Regions from separate parts of the Mus musculus genome. Here region 1 is linked to region 2. A link is a contact called in public HiChIP or PLAC-seq data. All regions are on one chromosome and are shown on one strand. The core of a region is the stretch at or near the end of the contact, and the rest is flanking DNA. Distances in the headings are between cores, read along the strand shown. Region 1 has its middle 20 kb from the start of Gm26579. Region 2 overlaps Cnot2 (CCR4-NOT transcription complex, subunit 2).

The links. HiChIP or PLAC-seq counts read pairs in DNA pulled down with a chosen protein or histone mark.
Region 1: a BATF HiChIP or PLAC-seq map of CD8 T cells shows a contact between it and region 2, with 10 read pairs. The contact joins two enhancer-like sites. A contact is called at or near these places in 6 of 39 promoter capture datasets (embryonic stem cells, hippocampal neurons, liver and 2 more), 6 of 484 Hi-C or Micro-C datasets (the MNK3 cell line, cerebellum, cortical neurons and 1 more), 9 of 115 datasets of contacts at active chromatin or transcription factors (CD8 T cells, embryonic forebrain, embryonic stem cells and 3 more) and 3 of 9 other capture datasets (adipose tissue, liver and pancreatic islet).

The regions. Positions count from the first base shown.
Region 1 is chr10:116,653,488-116,656,669 of GRCm38.p6, forward strand. No RefSeq gene overlaps it. Among named protein-coding and RNA genes, the nearest start is that of Gm26579, 20 kb to the right of the region's middle. Within about 2 kb of position 1,699, at least 19 of the 459 cell types and tissues checked have an H3K27ac peak or open chromatin away from gene starts, as enhancers often do. A contact at or near this core is called in CD8 T cells, the MNK3 cell line and memory CD8 T cells, where this site is marked.
Region 2 is chr10:116,485,959-116,488,819 of GRCm38.p6, forward strand. Cnot2 (CCR4-NOT transcription complex, subunit 2) reads right to left here. Exons shown (of 16, transcript NM_001037846.3): 16 at 1-328. The coding sequence ends at 242. Among named protein-coding and RNA genes, the nearest start is that of Kcnmb4, 14 kb to the left of the region's middle. Within about 2 kb of position 1,608, at least 22 of the 459 cell types and tissues checked have an H3K27ac peak or open chromatin away from gene starts, as enhancers often do. A contact at or near this core is called in CD8 T cells, the MNK3 cell line and memory CD8 T cells, where this site is marked.

The DNA of each region.
Region 1 (3,182 bases), core at 449-2,948, 170 kb after region 2:
TCCATCTGCAAATAGTGGAGGATTTCTCCCGTTTCACTAGGCGCATGCGCTGAATGGCTACTGTCCCGTCTCACGGTGGATCGGTGTGCTCTAACACAGATCTGGCCATCTGTCCTTGTTTTCTTCCATTTGCAGCATCTGTTCGCCCTGCTGCCTTTCTCTGCTTTTTGAATCACACAGCGTAAGCTGTCCCAGAAATGCAATTGTGAGCCACGAGCAACTCGTCTATATTCACCTACACAGTAACGTTTACAATGTTGAGATTTGGGGCTGGAGGGATGGCTCAGAGATTAAGAACAGTGGCTGCTCCTCCAGAGACTAGGAGTCAATTTCCAGCCCACCTACATGGCAGCCCAGAACCATCTGTAACCCAAGTCCCAGGGAGTCCGACTCCCCCTACTGGCACTTCATGTACATGACACATACATGCTGGCAAAACATCTATACATATAAAAAAAAAAAAAACAAAAAAAAATTTAAGATTTATGTGTGTTTGCTTCAATTAAGTTGTTATTGACATGATTTTTTGAACATGTTGCAAAAAACCAAATATATAAACCTACACCTATTTTTGGAAGAATTCATGTAGTTTGCTATCATACTGAAAAGGTTTAATAAAGAGTGTGTTTCGAGGATGAAGGCTGGTCTGCCCGGACAGATCTCAGCACTGTGCTTTCCCGCCTGGGCTAGAACAGTAGCTACCCCAGGGCATCTCAGCGAGAGTCTGCGGTCATCCGAGAACCTGCCCAGCCTGCACACCGCAGAGCTAGTTCCAGCCAGCCAGGCTTTTGGTACACCCAGGCCGGAAGCTACTAAGATGAAGACAGCTCTATTGAGCATTTATCACTTGTCCAGTCACAAGGTCAGACCCAACCTGCTTGATAGGCAAGACAAGAAGCTCCAGGTTCACCTGACGAGTTCCCGCGTCTACATCCGGGAAACACGAATTTTAAAGAACCCAGAAAGAAGTTTCTCCACGGCTTCACTCCTCCCTCCTGCTTTATTTCCAGCCCCCCCCCCCATGTTCTTCGATGTTGTTCCACTTTTAAATGCTTTTACGTTTTGATTTTTTATTCTCTTCCGTTTATCAAATTTTGCATATGCTTTTTTTTTTTTTTGTGAATCCCTCTAGGCCTAGACCTTTTTTGTTTTTTTTAAAAAGTTTCCTTTTATTATTTTATGTATATGTGTGTTTTGCCTGCATGTGTGTCTATGCAACTCGTGCATGCCTGGTGTTCATGAAAGGCAGAGGTGGGCATTGGATCCCTTGGAACTGGAATTACAGACATTTGAGAGCTGGTGTGTGGGTACTAGGATTGAACCTTGGTCCTCTGGAAAAGCTGTCAGTGCTTGTAACTGCTGAGCCATCTCTCCAGTCCCTGGGCATGCAGCTTTCTTCTTTTTTTCTTTCTTTCTTTCTCTCTTTCTTTCTTTCTTTCTTTCTTTCTTTCTTTCTTTCTTTCTTTCTTTCTTTCTTTCTTCCTTCCTTCCTTCCTTCCTTCCTTCCTTCCTTCCTTTCTTTCTTTCTTTTTCTCTCTTTCTTTCAATTTTATTTTATTTTATTTTATTTTTTTTCACTCCAGATTTTATCCCCCTCCCAGTCCTCCCGCTGAAGTGTTCCACATCCCATACCTCCCCTGTACCTTGTCTCCACGAGGATGTCTTCACCCCCACCCCCACTTCCTGGGGCCTCCAGTCTCTTGAGGGTTATGTGCATCTTCTCTGACTGAATCAGCAGACCCGGCAGTCCTCTGCTGTATATGTGTTGGGGCTCCATATCGATTAGTGGGTAACCTGATGTTGTAATCTCTTGCTCTCCCACACTCTCTCCAGTGCTTTTCATTTATCCTGGTTGCTTCTTTTTTTTTCCCTGTCCTTTTTTTTTTTGCCCCTTCCTTTGTGACATTCATTTACTTTTCTGTATTTGTCTTAAACAGTTCTTAGTTTCATGACATTCTTTATATCTATTTACCTTTGGTTATTCTATAGTCATTGTTCATACTAATCATGCTTAAATGTATCTCTATATCTTGTTTGGTTTAGTGGTATTGTTGTGACAGTAATTTTCTTTCTCAGTTGTACTGGGGGATTTCCCATTAAGAAGATTCTCAAACGGGGTGTGGTGGCACAAGCTTCTAACCCAGCCCTTGAGTCGGAGGCCAGTCTAGTCTACACAGCAAGCCCCAGCCCAGCCAGCACTCTGTGGTAAGATTGTGTCTCAAAAGAAATAGATACATAAAGAGGATTGTCAAATAAAATTGGGAGACATATACCTATCAATGTATATAAACCAACAGCTGTGAAGATTGCAATACAGAAGCCTGAGAAACAGAAAGACACAGGACCCACAATGTCTCTGGGAGATCAAAAGTTCCCGATGACTGAACCCAAAGACACTGACATGATCAAAATGCCAAAAAGAAAAAAAAGAAAAGAAAAGAAAAGAAAAGAAAAAAATTAAATCTACCTTTAAAAATAAACAGTGGACATAAAGAGGAAGTAAACAAGAAGATGAACGAAGAATTGTGGCTTCACTGACAAATTGTACTAACAGTGACCTTCAGTATTCGAGAAAATAGACAGGGAAGGAGCACGATCAAACTCACCCCACAAAGACAGGGAATCCCTCATACAAAAGCTAGGCAAGCACTCAGCATGGCAGGAAAGCAGGAAGGGACCGTTGTGGAGAGGAAGGGGGTCAGGAGAAGGGAGAGAGGCAAGGAGCAGAATGGGGGTCAAGTATGAATGCGGTACAGCGATGTATGTGTATAACCACCACAGGAAACGCATCTTATTGCATGCTAACTTTAAAAGTAATGAATAAAAACACCCAACTCTTTCCACAGTGAAAGAGAAACAAGCAAATATCACAGTAAGTTTTCCCTGCCACTCGGGAGATCTGAGTCCCCCGCCCCCCTCCCCACTCACCCCCCCAACATCCCCCTCCCCCCAGGAAACTCAGCACTGCTGAAATAAATTCAGAAAGAATAAAATTCAGTTGTCTGTCTGTGCTGGACTCCAGAAAATGTTAAGTGATTTATTTGAGATGCTACACTGCCAGGTCTTCATGGGGCTGCCCTGCTAGCTCTCTGTTTCTTCTGTGGAAAAATTACAGCGATATTAACTGAGAGGATTTTGCTGCGGACATCAATGCCTAGGGAAACAGTAATTACATCTAAGGG
Region 2 (2,861 bases), core at 358-2,857:
CAAAAAGAAAATAAATGAAAAAATTCAGACCCTGCTCAAAGTAGAGAAAACAAATTACAAATTTAGTTGTTGGGCAGCACATAATTGGTAAGGCAGGACCTCAAATGGTGACCCTTTCTTTACGTAAGCCAATTGCCAGATCCTCAAGGGATTAAAACCAGGGTGCCTGAGCCACATCAGCTCTGCAGTTATGTCGAGTATTGTGCTGAGACAGCCATACCCCAAGAAAAGGGAAGTCTTTTTAGAAGGCTTGCTGAGCAGGGTTGTAGTTGAAGGTGGATGGCAGGTGAGGCCGCTCTTCTAATTTGTCATATTCCAGATGGAACTCCTACAAAAGAACATCAAAATTGAGAATTTAAATTACTTCATAGTGCTCTTTTAAAAACATTTACTGTGAGTGTGTATGTGAAGACAGACAGACAGACACAGACACACACAGGCGCGTGTGCAAACACAGTCATGTGTGAGGGCCAGAGGACTATCTGCAAGGTATAGGACTTATACCATACATGTTCTGGGAATCAAATTTGGGTAGGTCATTAGTCTCCTTGGAAATAGCCTTTCCCTCTGTGGCATCTCACTAGTCTAAGTGTCTCTTTTAAGGGTTCCCCCCTCCCCTTTGGTCAAGATATATTTTCTATATGAATAATTAAAACGAGTCCACCTAAAGAAAACAGAGACACACACATACTAGCTCTTTCCCCTTTTAAGTAAGCAGTCCAGACAACAGCAGTGCCCTTTGCCTACTATCTGGCAGGTACACAGTATAGACTTCTGAATGTAGGATCAGTAACTCAGAAATGTGTATTCATAAAAATTATGTGCAAATTTTACTTAGAAATAAGAAGTGAAATTATTACAGCTCTAATGCAAAAGACTGAAGATTACAGGATGTTTAAAATAAAGCATTCCAATAAAGTACAAAAGCAAAACCAAAATAAGGAACGACCCCGACGTTTTGTTTATGTTTAAAATGAGGCACTTCCCAATATCCCTTAATGACAATTTTTTTTTAAAGCAAGGTTATACTTTAACTTCACTAAAATCTCAGGGAAACAAAGAGCTGAAACACACACATCTCAAGCGCTCCCATTTCACAGATGGCAGAGAACAGTCATTTAAAGCCACAGAGTGGTTTTGGTGTCTAGCTATCTGAAAGCTAAGTGGATTAGTGATCTTAATCAAACTGTTTTCAAGCTGGTTTTGTCTGTACTGTAGCTGCTTATTTGTAGGCTTATTTGCAGGCAGAGAGCACCGTGGTTTTCCACTTTCCCCTCAGAGCTTGGCTCAGGCCCCTGGCTTGTTGGCGAGCATCTGGACCACAGAGCCATCTTGCTGCCCCTCCCCACGCTTAAGACAAAGTCTTGCTGGGGAGTTTAGCCTGGCTTTGAAACTCCCTACATAACCCAAGCTGGCTCCAAATTCATAACTCTACCCACTCAGCCTCCAGAATACTTCCTACGTTACAGGTTTGTGCCAGCACTTTGCTTCAAGTTTTAAGATTTAAGAATACAAGTTTTCACGATCACCACTAGAAATGCAAATTTAAGTGTATACTTAAAACAAAACCAATACCCTGTAACCACAGAAAGGAAATGCTCTAAAATTACTCATTCTGACCCGAATCTAACTAGCACAAGCTATTCTGAAATCTCACTCAAGTTTTTAACCCTCAACATACACTGGCTACTGAAGATTAAATAATACTGTGCTTGGTAACAAACTGACTCTATAATGGATGTTTCTATTATTAAATTAAATGAAGTTTTACATAGTTAAAATGAAAGCTTAGGCCATAGTGATCAAGCTTTTGGACACCAAATCAAGTATTCAAAATCAGAGACATCACAATAACAATTAGACATATAACTTGCCCGCCTAGTATGAAGAAAACTAAAGAAAAAGCTATAGTTTATCCAAATTTTTTATGTATCTTGAGAAGTAGGTATTTAAATCCCCCCCCCTTCCCCGTAAGACACACTGAAGACTAGGATCTAAACTCAAAAGGGTCTGTCTTAATATAACATGTGATGGTTTTATGAGGTTTTAATACTTTTAATACAAGACTCAAAACAAATTTACTTCATTACACCCTCTCCAAATTAACTCTGAAAATATTATGTGCCTTCAAAAGGGTTAATAAAGGTACTCTGTGGTGACATCATTCTTAAAAGAAGTCTGTGTCCTATGACTGAGAAAGGCACAGGGCTACTTGCTTACCAGCAAGGAGGAGCAAACACAAGAGCTGCTGTCCTTGGCTCCCCATAAGCCCTTGTCCCTCCCAACTCACGGCTAAAGTTGAATATCCACATTTACAGTTAACAAAAATCTTCCAGTTAAACCATTCTTTGAAATGAAAATGCATATTGGCTTCTATAATATACAAGCTATAAAAAGCTTATGTGCAGTTTTAACCAATGATAAACTGTAAGTCACATTTTATAAACACTGGCAAGCTACACTGCTTTATTAGTACCTAAACCAATTAACCCCATCAATGTTAATGTTTGCCCATACATAGTATTTAAAAAAAAAAAGATTAGTTTAACTCTAGGGAGCATAAATACTTTAATAGTTAAAATATTCAAGTGATATTAAGAAATTATATAGGTCAAATCTTGTCTGATACATTGGTAATTTTTTTGTCTTCTGCCTTCCACATATTTTTATTCTTAAAGTCTTCCATCTAACTCGATTATCTATAGCATCTTTTACATGTCAATGACATGTCTTTTACATGTCAGTGATATACACACATACTATGGACAGAATGCAGAAAGGAACTGCCTTGTCTATCACATCTAACGCTTACAATAGTAAGTGGCCCTTAGCACTCGTGAGTTAATACAGCAAGGCTTCTG